Linked DNA regions of Mus musculus: region 2 is linked to region 1. Evidence: chromatin contacts called from public HiChIP or PLAC-seq data. All regions are on one chromosome and are shown on one strand. The core of a region is the stretch at or near the end of the contact, and the rest is flanking DNA. Distances in the headings are between cores, read along the strand shown. Region 1 has its middle 10 kb from the start of Gm40441. Region 2 holds the start of 4930447C04Rik (RIKEN cDNA 4930447C04 gene).

Region 1 (2,937 bases), core at 246-2,745:
TTAAAGGAAGAGAAGATAAAAGTTACCAAGTTATCTGCTAATGCCATTGCAAGCTCAATTGTTCCACAGTAAGGTCTGTCAGTATTTCCACACTCCCTTTAAGGCTTAAATACTTCTCCAGACTCCAACTCACACAGTCTGAGGCCGCTGTCTGCCACTTGAAGCACTATGGCTTTCTCTTTTAAGAATGCTGTGGCGTTCTCTCAGCTAAGGGTTTCCCTCTCTCCGAGACAGTCACTAACCACATTTTCTTTAGGTAAGGGGCTGGCTGGCTTATTGTCTTCCTTTTTGCAGAAATATGGAGCAAACACTTCTCCCATCAGACTGCACGTGACGCTAGGCCAGCAGTTCTCAACAAGTGGATTGTGACCCCCAGATACCCTGCATATCATATATTTATTTACATTATGATTCATAACAGTGGCAACATTTCAGTTATGAAACAGCAATGAAAATAATGTTAAGGCTGGAGGTCACTATAACTTGAGAAATGGTATTAAAGGGTCTCAGCATGAAGAAGGTTGAGAACCGATGCTCTGGGTGGCTGTTCTCCCAGTCCCCACAGCAGTTTCTATACAAACACTCCACTCCTGTTTGTCTTTGAAGGACCATCTATGTTCCATGCTTGCATCCTTGGCCTCTAGAATGGAGACTGGCAGCAGAGGAGTGTTGAATGCAGGTGCCCTCAGAGTGCTCACTTGTTTATGAAAGTCGCTTTGCCCGAAAAAAATCCTTGAAATAGGAAATATGACTGTCTCCCAATTAAGCATAATTTCCACGTTATTTCAGAATTGATAGGTCTATTGGTATGGCTACAACCAGGCTGCTGTTCTTCTGTGCCAGCCTCACAAAGAGCCCGCCCAACCCCATCCTTTTGATGGGAAATCACCCGTTAGCTTCGCGGCTTCCAGACAGAGACTATTTTTACTTTCTCGTGGTTCTTGCTTCTTCTCAGCCAGGTGAAAATTTTAACGGGTGTTTAAAAGCCACGCGTTTTAAATGCCGGCTGAGTTTTGTCCAGCAATGTACAGTCTCCCCACAGAGGACACAATCAAGAAATCCAATTTCCCATCCAGTTCCGTCCAGTTGTTGTGCAAATCAATGAGCATGCAAAGCCAGCAAACTCGACAGCACCGCTGAATAGAAGTTTTCCTGTTTACCTTCTTAGCACTTGTTTAAGTTCTAAGGAGAGAGACCTGGCCATTTTGTTACAGAATGGGCGTTTTCAATGCAAAGGGGGGAGGGAAAAAATCACAGTTTTGAGTTTTTACAATGTTTGCCCCTTTTCCCAGCAGGGATATGTTTTGAGTGCTCGGAGACAAAAAGTGTGGCCTCAACAAGCAGAATTTTAAAAAAGAACATCATTTTCATTATGTAGTCAATCTCAATTACAAGCAAATGTTTTCTCTGTGGAGACTCTTCTCCTTTCAGGGCATTATGTGAGCCTCTTTTGTGGATTGAGAGAAAGGATCAGTGGTCAATAGCGAGCAGAGTGCGGTGTTCACTGGAGTTTTGTATCCCTCCGTCTCCTACATAATGCGTTTTGTCAGGAGAACAGCCCGCCACCCTGAGCAGATTTGCCGAATTAAAGAGCGCAGCGGGGAAAGGAAACTTGTTGCTAGGTGACTGACCGCCTCTGCTTGGCGGGTCTGGGCCGAAGGTGACTCTGCTTTTCTTCCACTACTTAATCTTGCCTTTTAATCTGCATCTACAATTAACTCTGTTAATGCCACACACCCATTTGTTTCTGCACTTCAGGCAACCGATTTATCATTATTTAGTCTTTACGCTCAAATAACAAAACTATTTTCCCTCCATTAGGGTCACACGAGGCGCAACATTCTGCGGTGCAACAGGGAGATGAAGTCGGCCCAGTCGCTATTGCCTCACTTCCTGTGAGGGTTTCAGGGGTTCTTTTGCTAATCTGAACAACAACAACAACAAAAAACCAGATCCTGAGAAAATACGCTTGCTTTTCATTAACTCTGCTGTTTGCAAGTGCTGAAGTAATTGAAGTGTTCTTGGTGACTTTAAATTCCTCTTAGTGGCATATATCAACATTAAAAAAATGCTCCCCCCCCTCCTTAGAGGCTCATATAATTGTTCAGCCTAAAACAAATGCATCCCTTACAATATCTGTGCGAGGCATATCCTCTGTGATCGTCTTTAGCTGAACTTGGATGCAGATGAGTAGAGAGCATGCAAAAAAAACCGATTCAAGTCGCATCCAGGGCAGCTCGGTCTTAGCGAATACTCTTTCAGAGGGAGAGCTAAAGTGGCTTCGGGTCTGGGCTCACTTCTGACACTACTCCTGACTAAATGGCTCCATACCTGGCTATCTGACCTTCCTGGACATTGTGTGTGCTAAGGCATAATTTAAGAACCTTATTAACCGTTCTATATCTATACAGTCAATTATGTGATTAAAAGACGTCATCTGGAGGCAAACTCACATTGGATGCATTCAAATCTCACCCATACCACTTATGGATTGCTTGACCCGAGGTAATTTAATCTCCCTTTGGTCTCTTCATCATTAAAACAGAGATAATGGTATCTGTCTTGTTGTGGTTTTTGTGCCTCATGTAAGATTAAATGACCTAACATATGCAGAGCAGTTACAATTAGTCTTTATCAGTTGTTCTATTGACAGCACAATGAAGTCATCACTGCTGCGAGCTAAAGCCAACCTGTGTGCCCTCAGGGGTTTGTAAATATGTAGCCTCTTGTAGGGACTTTAGTTTTGCAGATTCTATCTGGTAACTTTGCCAAAGACAGGGTAAGGACACTTTCCCCCTCCCCCAAGAGTGTATATTTTGTACGCTCTGTAGGGTTATATTAAAGTTTTGTTTTAAAAAGTGCTCAATCTCATCCTTTCAAATGAAGGCAAGGCAGCGCTATGGGCTTTTATGCTAGGCACATTTGGAGAGCATTAGG
Region 2 (3,119 bases), core at 99-2,598, 63 kb after region 1:
AATGACTCTTACTTGAAAGGTAAAAGAGCTTATGTAAGGGACTATTTCTGAGAAATTCTTTACAAAATGATGTTGAATACAAACATTGTTATAATACTGTTTCAATTATTCACTCCTAAAATAAATAGCTCATCATTACTCAAAAGAAAGACCCCCCTCTCATACATACAAGTTGCCCTAAGCAGTTTAATTATGCACTATGCTATATAAGATAAAACCAAAAGACTAAAATATTTATTTCATGCAAAACTACTTACTATTAATTCTTTGAATCGTATCTTCTTTAATACTTATGTCTTGCTCATACTGGAAAACTAAAAATAAACATTTGAGATTTTTCTTCATGGTTAAATGTCAAATGTTAATACAAATTACTATTTCTTCTTTATTTTCATTTTATACCTACCAAATTCCAACAAAAGCCTGTCCAAACTGACAAACAGATTATCATTCATCTTGGACACTGTGTAAAATAAATAATAAAACTTTCAGAAGCCATATATAAAAGAGCATACATAAAGTAAGAACCTTTCTAGTATAGCATTCTTAAAAGGAAAATGTAAGTGGATTAAGACATGGTGAGAAGGGAGTCTCTTCCAATTAGCTGCTGAATTCCCAGCCAGCGCTTCCAGAGCCCAGATAAACAACTGAGTGGATACCCAAAGGGCTCCGCAAGACGGAAAGTTCTAGAAGTTTTCCTTCGTGACTGCTGTTGAGTTTTTGAACGACTAGAACCCAGACATCTAGATTTCTTATGATCTATTCCAAAACTTATGCGTCAACTGTAGGGGAACTCTTAGCGCCCTTCGTGGAAGGGGCTCTAGAGAAATGGTGTAAGTTGACGAGTGACCGCCATGTGTTTTGTTTTCTTTTGCTTTTTAAGGTTTTCCACAGCTCTCAGTCCTAGCCCCGCCCGCCCCAGGCTGGTTTCGCATCCCCACTCCTGCATTCATGCCAGGAATCCGCCCAAGGGCATGGCCCCTTCCGCAGATGCTCCCCTCAGCGGAGGCCCTGGTCCCTGGCGCCAGGCCCTGGCACGTGGCTCTGTGGAGCGCGGCGGCCTCTTCAGACCTGCTGCCTTCTCCTCAGACCCGCTGCCCTCTCCTCAGACCCGCTGCCTCCTCCTCAGACCCGCTGCCTCCTCCTCAGACCCGCCGCCCTCTCCTCAGACCCGCCGCCCTCTCCTCAGACCCGCTGCCTCCTCCTCAGACCCGCCGCCTTCTCCTCAGACCCGCCGCCTTCTCCTCAGACCCGCTGCCTCCTCCTCAGACCCGCTGCCCTCTCCTCAGACCTGCTGCCTCCTCCTCAGACCCGCAGCTTTCTCCTCAGACCGCTCTTCCACCAGCGTCCCCTCCCCTCCCCGGCCCACCTAACAGGTCCCTACGGGTCCCCACGGGTCCCCGGACATCCGCTGGTCCCCGGGTCCCCAGGGCGGGGTTCTGGGAACACCACCAGACCTTCTGAGGTTTAAGAGTCTAAGCCCTTTGGCTGGGGCCTTGAGAGACCCCGCGCACCACGTGGTAGGCCACAGTTCTCGCGAGATCACATTGACGCGGGGTGGGGGGGGGGCGCTCCCCCAGGTGGAGCGGTCAAAAAAATCCCAAAATGGGTGCTGGATGCAGAAAGCGGTGCCAGAAGAAACGGCTGGCGTTCTTTTTTCTTTTGTCTTTTTTGGTTTTTCGAGACAGGGTTTCTCTGTGTAGCCCTGGCTGTCCTGGAACTCACTCTGTAGACCAGGCTGGCCTCGAATTTAGAGATCTGCCTGCCTCTGCCTCCCAAGTGCTGGAATCAAAGGTGTGCGCAACCACGCCCGGCAGGAACGGCTTTCTTCAGGCTAGTTTTCTTCAAACACTACCCTCGCCTCACTAACAAAATGGCTTGAAAATCAGCACTAAAATGGACATTAACACAAGAAAAACAAAATTTCTTTTTAAAACTACTGTCCCTAGGTAATTTATGCATTTGAACTTTGTGTATCCAAAGCGAACATACAGAAGGAAAAAAAAAATTCCCTAAATTGGGTCTATTTTTATTTTTTAATCGACTAGTAATGGGGACTGAACTGATTGAGCTATGCCATTTCTCAGTTCTATGTTTCTAATGGAAATGGTACTATTATCATCCTAACTCATCTCAACAAGTGTTGTCATAAATTAATTAAATTAAAAAAAAAGCATCCAGCATTTTTCTCAAATCTCTCAAATTACGCACACACACACATAATCAATTTTATTATAACCCGTTATATTACTCACTGGTATTAATGATACCAAACCATCAAGGCTAATAAGTTTTGATGATATAAGAGTTTAGAAATTTTATTCTTTTTTCTGTGTATGTGAGAATCTATTTTTCCAGGTTTACCAAAGTGTAACTTACAATTTATTTGTATATATTTACAATTTGTATATAGATACAAATTTGAATATATTTACAGTGTGTAACATAGAAACTTGAACGCATTAATGTATTCGCTGTCTATTGCTAAAATCTACGGACTACTAACTTTGTTCTAATGACATGTGTTTTGGCTCATACTTCCTGAGGTCCAAGGCTGAGGGGCCACATCTGGTGATAACTCTTTCGGCAATAAAGTCCCAACGCAGTGCAAGGCATCACACCACAAGATATCAATCAACCATGTGTACTGGGTCTCTTCTGGTCCCTCATCTTCTTTTTACAATCTATCAACATTCAGTTATGAAGGTCCCATTCTAGTGACTATATCTAATTCTAATCTCGCCCCAAAGTCCCCACTTCTGAACACTAGAGTTAGGGTAAATGCCTACTGCCTTAATATCTCAAAATGGGGATTAAATTCCAGCACCGGAAGCCTTGAGGGAAGCCATCCAAAGTATGCACAAGCCATAATAATTAGGAAAGACTGAAAAGAAATCAATTTATGAGCATACCCACCACCTCATACAATGATCATTTGTGTAGTTGGTGAGGTCACTTAAGACCTACTGTCTTACCAGGTGTCAAGTACAAAATACAGTATTGACTATGGTCACCATGGTGCATACTAGTTTTCCAGAATTTTTTCATCCTGCCTCACTGAAATTACATGCCCTCTGATTAAAACTCCACCCCCCCCATCTCCTATCTCCCCTAATCCT

Evidence for each region. HiChIP or PLAC-seq counts read pairs in DNA pulled down with a chosen protein or histone mark.
Region 2: an RNA polymerase II HiChIP or PLAC-seq map of embryonic stem cells shows a contact between it and region 1, with 22 read pairs. The contact joins the promoter of 4930447C04Rik here to the enhancer-like site in region 1. A contact is called at or near these places in 7 of 484 Hi-C or Micro-C datasets (bone marrow-derived DN2 thymocytes, embryonic stem cells and nephron progenitors), 8 of 115 datasets of contacts at active chromatin or transcription factors (craniofacial prominence, embryonic limb bud and embryonic stem cells) and 2 of 9 other capture datasets (adipose tissue and pancreatic islet).

Annotation. Positions count from the first base shown.
Region 1 is chr12:72,853,021-72,855,957 of GRCm38.p6, forward strand. No RefSeq gene overlaps it. Among named protein-coding and RNA genes, the nearest start is that of Gm40441, 10 kb to the left of the region's middle. Within about 2 kb of position 1,496, at least 18 of the 459 cell types and tissues checked have an H3K27ac peak or open chromatin away from gene starts, as enhancers often do. A contact at or near this core is called in craniofacial prominence and embryonic stem cells, where this site is marked.
Region 2 is chr12:72,916,417-72,919,535 of GRCm38.p6, forward strand. It overlaps 4930447C04Rik (RIKEN cDNA 4930447C04 gene), which reads right to left and starts at 1,349. Exons shown (of 18, transcript NM_029444.2): 1 at 1,292-1,349; 2 at 407-463; 3 at 258-314. The coding sequence starts at 455.